Regions from separate parts of the Mus musculus genome. Here region 2 is linked to region 1. The links are chromatin contacts, called in public Micro-C maps. All regions are on one chromosome and are shown on one strand. Each heading gives the region's core, a stretch centred on a gene start, on an enhancer-like site or on the middle of the called end of the contact. The rest is flanking DNA. Distances are from core to core; before and after follow the strand shown.

Region 1 (4,023 bases), core at 841-3,340:
CTGCCTGGACAATATGATTCTTCTCTATCCCTGAACATCAGCCCTAGCATGATCTCTTGTGCATGACACTTCTTCCCTTAGAGCAAGAACCTGAACTGGTTTTATAGCCCAACAATAGTATATACAAGAATATACAAATATTTCTGTATATATGCAAAGAAATGTTTTTAAATAGAAACTAGGAACCTTAAAACTCAAGACGCCATGTCTAGACATTGGCCTAGTTGAGGATTCTGTATTAGGGAAGGTCCTTGCCTCCCAGCCCAGGCAGGAATTCCATGTCTTTCAGTGTGTCATGGGATTTGGTCTTTTTTGGTCACATTGTGATGGTGATGACCAAAAGTTATGACTTGACTTAGGAGACATTTCCTGTGGCCAGAAGAGTCTTCAGAGCTTACAGCAGCATAAGATTCCAAGCTACAGAATCTTCTAGGTTCACATCAGTTTGATATGTCTCTCCTCTTCAATCTATACTATCTAGTTATCACCAATGATCAGAGTCACTGGTTGATCATAGTCAAGTGCTATGGTCTGGAGATATTGACTCTTGTATTTCAGCTGACGTTTCCCTCTATTGATTCTGCCCAAGGCTCCGAATTTTCTCACACCACAGGAGGCTGCGGCAGAAGAGAATGTGTGTCTGCAGGAGAGGAGAACTGTCTGTATGTATTTTCCAAAAGCTATAACTCCTTGGAGATGACACCAACTATTGTCTGAAACATGTCGGACAGAATGAAAGATGTCAGCATGACCCCTGGTGAGGGGGCTACATATCTCAGAGCTCTGGCAATGAGCCAAGGTGAGAGACAGACACTCTGGAAGGTGGCAAGACCTGAAAAACTATGTGTGAGGGGCTGATGGAGACAGAACTCAGAAGAATCAGATATGTCTGTCAGGAGGGGCCCTCAGTGAGGAAGGATAACAGCTCATAAGAACCTAGCTGAAAAACAGGGCTTCTGGGTCACAATAATGTCACTTTCAGTAGGTTAAGATAAGATTTTGTGCATAGCAGACAGAGTATGTGGGCTATAAATCCCTTCAGCTGCCCACACCTTCTCAAGAGCCATTTTAGCAGAAGCTGGATAACCTATCCACATTTAGTCGTGTCAAGTAAGAATGGGGTGAAACCTTTTTTGCTCCCTCTGAGAGTTTTCCACAAGATAAAAAGCACGGTGTGATAAGTCCTATCTGTGGTCTTCTAAGCCCTGCTTTCTTCTATGGTCAGGATGCCTTGGCCTTATTTGTTTTTGCTTCGTTTCTGAGACAGAAGGAGCTCCCAGACACAGCTAGAAATGGCCATAAGAGTACATGCTTCCTCACCCTCCATATGGACCCTTGTTGGGCACAGGCTCAAAGCAAGGCAGGACAGGGCAAGCAGGAGTGACCAACAGGTTGGTTTGAAAGACAGAGGTTTATATTGTTTGGTTGTGTCTGGTGTCTGCTGGAACTGCATCAATGCTTGTGGAAGAAACAGTGACCTTGAACACAACTCTTTGTGAGGCCACTCAGGCATATGTAGGGGGTATCAGAGGTTTCTTGTATGAAAGTAAGACAGACTTTCTCAGTAAAGACAACTATAAGGAGGCCTCTCTCATTGCCTATGGGGAAGCAGATGGATGAAGTCACTGGGAATGATGGACAGAGGCTGGGGAGGCCTCACCCAACATTTGGGACCTCTTGAACAATGAAGACACTGGTTTAAGTATTCAAAGATGACAGCTGCAGATAAGATTAAGGCTTCACACTGTCATTCTGTCTTTCCCGAGGAAAATGTGACAGAACACAGATGGGCTGAGGACAGCAGAGATTAGATATTAACTGCACTCCTCTCTGAGGAAAGCATAAACTTGGCCATGAACTCCCAAAATGGGCTGACAGAGTGAGTGTCCTGTGAGGAACCCTTGTGGCAGCTGGGCTGGAGGAGGAGCTGGGCTGGCGTGGAGCACCAAGCTTCAGCCTTCCAGGTTAATGTGATTCACTGTCACCTTTTTTTCACTTTAAAAGAAATGGATGGGAGCTGTCCCAGACTCTACAGAGCTGAGAACACAGGGCACAGGTCATTGACAGCTGCTCCTCCCTCATCATCGCTCCAGCCCAGTCCTCCCTTCTACAAAGACACATGATGGAAAAACAAATATAATACATCCCATGAGATGCATTACCCCCCAGGAAAAAAATGTTTTGTTTACCATGAACACTTTCAAAGCATTGCCCAACGATTTGTCATCAAGCAAGAATTTTTATAAAATTGGAAGATCTGGCAAAAGGAAGCCAGATCATCACCACAAAACTACATTCAAAAAGGGCAGAAAAGCAGTCCTTCTTTTAGATGGAAAGCAACTCCCATTGACTAAAATCCCTCACACCGCCATTGCCCCCCTCTCTTGCCAAATGTCACCCACTTATATCATTGCCTGATGCCTAGGGGAACTTGGGACTATGACCCCTAGACTATTGAAGTCTTGGACCTCTCAAAACCAGGCTTTGCAATGGCATAGCTAGAAGATTCTTCCAGCAAGTACTGAAGCTCTCTAGAAAGAGAAGAGATGACTCCCTATGATATCTTGCAAAGTCGTGGTGAGACTGGGGAAGACAGTGTTTGCAAAGTTTATGTCTGGAGTAAAGGCGCTATGCGACTTCCACCACCTTCTGGTAAACGTTCCTAATTTGAAGTCTTTCTTCCATATTTGATGGTCCTGTGTTTCCATTACTATACATCCGGGACCTGGGACACATTTATACTGACAAGTCAATGCAGGCGTCTTCTAAGAGATGCCGGGACAGAAAGTAAAAAACAAAGAAAATGCTCTTCATGTCCTTCATTCACAACCCATCCCTCATGGGTTCTCTGCTTGGGAATTAAATGTGCCTATCTGAAGCCCATTGAAGATGAATTTTTTTATTAGGTATTTATTTCATTTACATTTCCAATACTATCCCAAAAGTCCCCCACACACTCCCCCACCAACTCCCCCACCCACTCCCACTTCTTAGCCCTGGCATTCCCCTGTACTGAGGCATATAAAGTTTGCACGACCAATGGGCCTCTCTCAACTGATGGCTTACTAGGCCATCTTCTGATACATATGCAGCTAGAGACACAAGCTCCGGGGGGGGGGGGGTACTGGTTAGTTCATATTGTTGTTCCACCTATAGGGTTGCAGATCCCTTTAGCTCTTGAAGATGAATTCTATCATGACTGCAGTCACCCTGCTTGTGACCTATGACTTTTTTTTTATGTGGCAATCCTTGAAGGCTGGAGTAGCACACATTTGGATTTAGAAGAATCTTTCCATTTGTTTGTTCTCAAAGGAAAATGCTGAAGCATGTGCTATGAGGATCCTCAGTTTCCTGAGTCAAGGGAGTAGTGCTGTGCAGAAAAACTAAGGCTGGCAAGCATCTCCACCCAAGCCAGCTGTCTGCCTCTCACGCTTGTGCTACATAAACAAAGCTTTATCTAACACTGCCATTTCATTCCCACAAGATAAACATTTTAAGACATAAATGTACAGCAACCTTCCTCAGATCCCTCCCCATCTCCAACCCAAATCCATGGACAAGGTCAGCAGAAGCTGGGAGTGAGGTGATGACAGATGACAAGGCTTAAGGAGGCTGTTAGGAAAGGTGCTGGCTCTCCTAGTGACAGGAATGGCTTTTATCACTGATACGAAGTGCCATTCCCTCTGTCTTGTGTGCTCAGCTATCTGCTGACAGAAGGCCTTGGAAGGCTCAGCCAGTGTCCCATCCTCTTGATGCTCCAGTGCTGGGAGGAGCAGTCATACTATCCAACTGAGCCAAGCCAACCTGCAGCATCATGAATAGTAACAAACTATTACTGTCTTGAGCCACGAACATTTTAAATTGGTTTATTATAGACAATCGCTCACTGGAACACATAGCCCATCAGAGCTATGTATTAGCTCATCCACAGTTAGCCCTGACTGTTCAGACCTGGGAATAGCATCCTACTTGCAGAAAAACATGTCCTAAGGCTATGAAACATTTCTGAATTTATCAATTTCA
Region 2 (4,023 bases), core at 661-3,160, 250 kb before region 1:
AACATGAAAGTCTGAGAAAGGCAGAATTGTTCTGGAGGTAGCAGCAACTGCTGGGCTCATGTGCTTTGCAAACACTGATAGGGAGTGGAGATTAAAAATAAAATAATACGGACTTAGTGATGATTGGAGTGACTTAAGCAAAACAAACAAACAAACAAACAAACAAACAAGAAGAGCTATATAGCTTTCTGAACAGTAGGACTGATGTGTACATGTGTACACGTTCAATTTGTTCTGTGCACTATCAAAGCTTGAGAGACCTTAGTGGCAGTTTTGGGTTCCTCTATCCCTCCTAAGGGTGGGCAGTCAATAGGCTTGTGTTGCCTTGACTAGAAGATTAAACAGCCAGAGCACCTCACCCCTAACAGCTTAAAATGACATACTGAGAACAGCAAGTATAATCCCCTTATGTTTACATGGTATGAGTGCCCTTTGAAAATCTGATTAGCTTTTTTAATTACCAGGGACCCTTTCAGCACTTAGCTGGGAAATTGCTGGATCTAATTAATACTTTCTGTGTGTCAGGAAAACACCATTTGCTTCACTATCCGTGCTCTCAGTTTTGGAGGCTTCAGAGTTCAGCACCCAAGTCGCATCTTGGCAATGTTCCCTTCTCTCTCACCATTGCTCTTCGTGCTGCTGCTGAACCATAAAGTGGACAAGAACTTTATGGATGGTCTTCCTAGGAGGGACAGATGTGCACCGAGTTTCATAAGTGCTAACTACAGTGGAAAGCTAGCACAGAAGAGACATGGGCAAGAAGAGGAGACAATCTTCAGATTGTCCCTACCAAGTGCTGTGGATGGAGGAACACTTCCCTATTTGGGACAGTGATTAAAATAAGTTATTCCCATGCTGTCTGAGAGCTGTGTGTTGCACAACTGGCAAAGAATGAGAACAAGAGCCTGGGGTTTGGGGGAGCTGGCATCTTTATTGAATGTTGTCTTGACCCTCATCTTCCACAGTGGCAGGTGTTTCATACAGACTTACTGTGTACCACTGTGAAGAGGTAGAGTCTTGACATTTAGTTCAGACAGCCAGACCCTTGGCAGTTCCTGTAAATCCAGGCAAAGAATGTCTATAGAAGCCACCTGGTGGATTGGTGAGGATGGGGCTAGGGGGCTCACTTTAGCAACTGCTTATATAGCCTTAGGGGGTCACGACTGCTTTCATACAAGACCACAAGCACCCAAACTTCCATCTCTTGGTGTTCAGATGATCAGAGCTGTGACTGGACAAAGAGCTGGAAGGCCCTGGAGAAGCCAGAGTTCAGACTGACACTCACATGTTCCTGCTTAGGGGAATACATACTCACCACTTCCATCTTCATGTGCTCTGGATCAGTGTGTGCACAGACTCTGAGATAATCAACAAGGGCTTCCTACAAATCCCATCAATCAATAATACTACTGCTACAAGTCTTTCCAGCACTGACAGGAAAAACAAGTCCTGACTCTGGGGGGTATCACAAGGACATTCTCAGTATAAAGTATTGTCAACTCGTGCATCCATGCTAATACAAAACTATCCAAATGCCTTAAAGAAGGTAAACGAGAAATCACGCCCGAGAGCCAACTTCAATGAAGCATAATTTGCAGCAGAGGGCAGCAGAAGACACCGTTTGGAAATTCAGTCTGCAACTGGGCACATCCTTCCCGTGCCACACCAGTCAGACCACACACACACACACACACACACACACACACACACACACACACACACACACACACACACATACACACACACACACACACACACACACACACACAGAGAGAGAGAGAGAGAGAGAGAGAGAGAGAGAGAGAGAGAGAGAGAGAGAGCGAGCAGATCTGTTTGCCAGGGCCTCACCCTTCTTACATGACCACTAGTCACTGGGCTGGTGAGCCACAGCTCAGGTCAGACAAGATGCTTTTCACTGGGGCCATCAGGAGGGTCGGGACAGGACTAAGGCGGAAATAGCTGGTTGGCGGCTCACTTCCCTATCCACGTGACCAGGCAGTGGAGCCCAGATGTTGTTAAGGTGGTAGGCGACCTTGGCTATTGTCCTGGTGCTAATGAGAATGCCTTGGGGTTTAGGCAGCTGCTTGTTTGGAGGAAGACAGAAAACTGTCAACCTGTGATTTCCTCCAGACCCTTAGTCCCTATAGGCAAAAGCCCCGGGTCTCCTCGCTGTGCATGGTTCAGGGGTTAGATGCCATCACCCTGACTCTTCTTAGAGTCCTCTGAAGCTGGGGTGAGTGTGTGATGACACTAACAACCGGGAGAGAAAAGACAGAGTCGGGACAAGCCTGGGAGAAAAAGCAGGCCCCATTGCAAGCACACGTCACTGCTTCTCGTTTCTAATATGTTCCATTAGCTCTCGGTATAATGTTTCCAAATGAGCCACAGCAGGGACTGTGGTACTCTTGTTTCTTCAGGGTTATTGATGAACCCTCTCTAACTTAGCTGTCCCTCTCTTTTTCTACCCCACCCCACCCCTGGTCTTTTCTTTCATTAAGAAATAATCCTATCTTCTTTTGTGACTTGAAATAACATCAATATCCTTAGACATTCATGCTTTTTTATTGCTATTATCTTTCTGTTTTTGAGACAGGACCCCACTCTGTATGTAGCTCGGGCTTGTCTTAGACTGGTAACCATTCTCCTGCTTCACCCTCCCAAGTGCAGGAGCGACCAGGCCTGACTACACCCTGTGTTTATATATTTAGCCCAACTCCTCTCCTAATCTCTCATGATTGCCTTGAAAATCATTCTGGGAAAAAAAAAGTAAATCATTCTAGAAAAATAAGACTAGGATGTTTAAGTATGTCTCAGGGTCATAGCTGATGAAGAATTCTTGTTTTTTAGGCTGGACCTAGTGAACCTTCTCTACACTGGTTAGTGTGAACTCCATCATCTTTCCCCATAACTTTTTATTGATTCCTTGTGAGTTTCACATCATGCACCCTAGCTAGTTTCACTCATCTCTCTCCCCCTGTATCTGCCCTCTGCCCTTGCAACCTCACCCCCCCCCTCCCCAGAAGAAAATAAACACTCAATCAATAAACAAACCAAAACGTCTCATTGTGGGAGCTGTAGTGTGTTGCAGTGCATCCCATAGTATAGCGTTCTATCCACACATCTTCACTTGCCAATGTTCATTGTTCAAGGCCTCTGGCTTCTGCCACACCATCAATATTGGATTCTCACTGGGTCTCCTCCCAGTTATCTCGTTGCTTCCCCTTTTGTGCACCACTAGGGTGAGCTCTTCAGCACTGCTCTGGCTAACCCACCCAAAGCAGACATCATCAGGAGGCAAGGCCATCTCACCTGTGCATCCAGAGCCAGCTCCTCCTTGCTTCCCAGTTGAAGTACCCAGGGCCTATTCTCCAAGTACTGCATGTAGTAAGGAGCTGGGCCAGCTCTCTCTCTCTTATATCCTCAGGGCTGGCTCACCCATGTCTTCACCATGAGGTCCAGCTCCTCTGTATTGCCCAGATAGAACTCCATCATCTTAATAGCTCAGGTCTTGGCTTGTCCTCTTATATGCCATACATACTCTGCCTGGACCAGATTGTTTGTCATCCCAGGATGCTAAGAGCAGAACCAGTTTCATCTCTCCTTTTATTTTCTCCAAACACCACAATTGAGTAGTTTTCCAGGCTTTTATACCTGTCCATCTATAGTCTATTATTAATAGGACATCAGGATAAGTGATCTCTTTAAAAATCTTAATCACTTGCTGTCAGGCCAGTACTTACAGCCTCTCCTGCTTCTGATTAATTCTGAATGAAGAGAAATTCCTGCAATGCCTTTCAAACCTGTCTGATCTGGGTCTTCAGTGTCAGCATCTGTGACTCTCCCTTCTACCCACTTTTGTCCACAGTGGCCTCTGTGATGCCAGGCTTACACATTCTTTCTCTACACTTGCTCATGCACTTCCCTTAAGCCATGGCTCATCTTCTCAGGGAAACATCCCAGCACATCCTTTAATTAATTCTGCCATACCCTCTCTCTCCAGCTCTGTCTTTTCTCTGTCCCACA

The links. A called contact is a pair of places that touch in the nucleus more often than the background predicts.
Region 2: a contact with region 1 is called in a Micro-C map of the HL-1 cell line, with 13 times the contacts expected there. The contact joins two enhancer-like sites. A contact is called at or near these places in 2 of 15 datasets of contacts at CTCF or cohesin (the NIH/3T3 cell line and large pre-B cells), 43 of 484 Hi-C or Micro-C datasets (the 3T3-L1 cell line, 3T3-L1-derived adipocytes, the AML12 cell line and 30 more), 2 of 115 datasets of contacts at active chromatin or transcription factors (differentiating embryonic stem cells and extraembryonic endoderm stem cells) and 1 of 9 other capture datasets (embryonic stem cells).

Annotation. Positions count from the first base shown.
Region 1 is chr2:148,370,276-148,374,298 of GRCm38.p6, forward strand. No RefSeq gene overlaps it. Among named protein-coding and RNA genes, the nearest start is that of Gm39957, 20 kb to the right of the region's middle. Within about 2 kb of position 2,091, at least 29 of the 459 cell types and tissues checked have an H3K27ac peak or open chromatin away from gene starts, as enhancers often do. A contact at or near this core is called in the HL-1 cell line, the NIH/3T3 cell line, the STO cell line and 2 more, where this site is marked.
Region 2 is chr2:148,120,736-148,124,758 of GRCm38.p6, forward strand. No RefSeq gene overlaps it. Among named protein-coding and RNA genes, the nearest start is that of Gm24221, 28 kb to the right of the region's middle. Within about 2 kb of position 1,911, at least 44 of the 459 cell types and tissues checked have an H3K27ac peak or open chromatin away from gene starts, as enhancers often do. A contact at or near this core is called in the HL-1 cell line, the NIH/3T3 cell line, the STO cell line and 2 more, where this site is marked.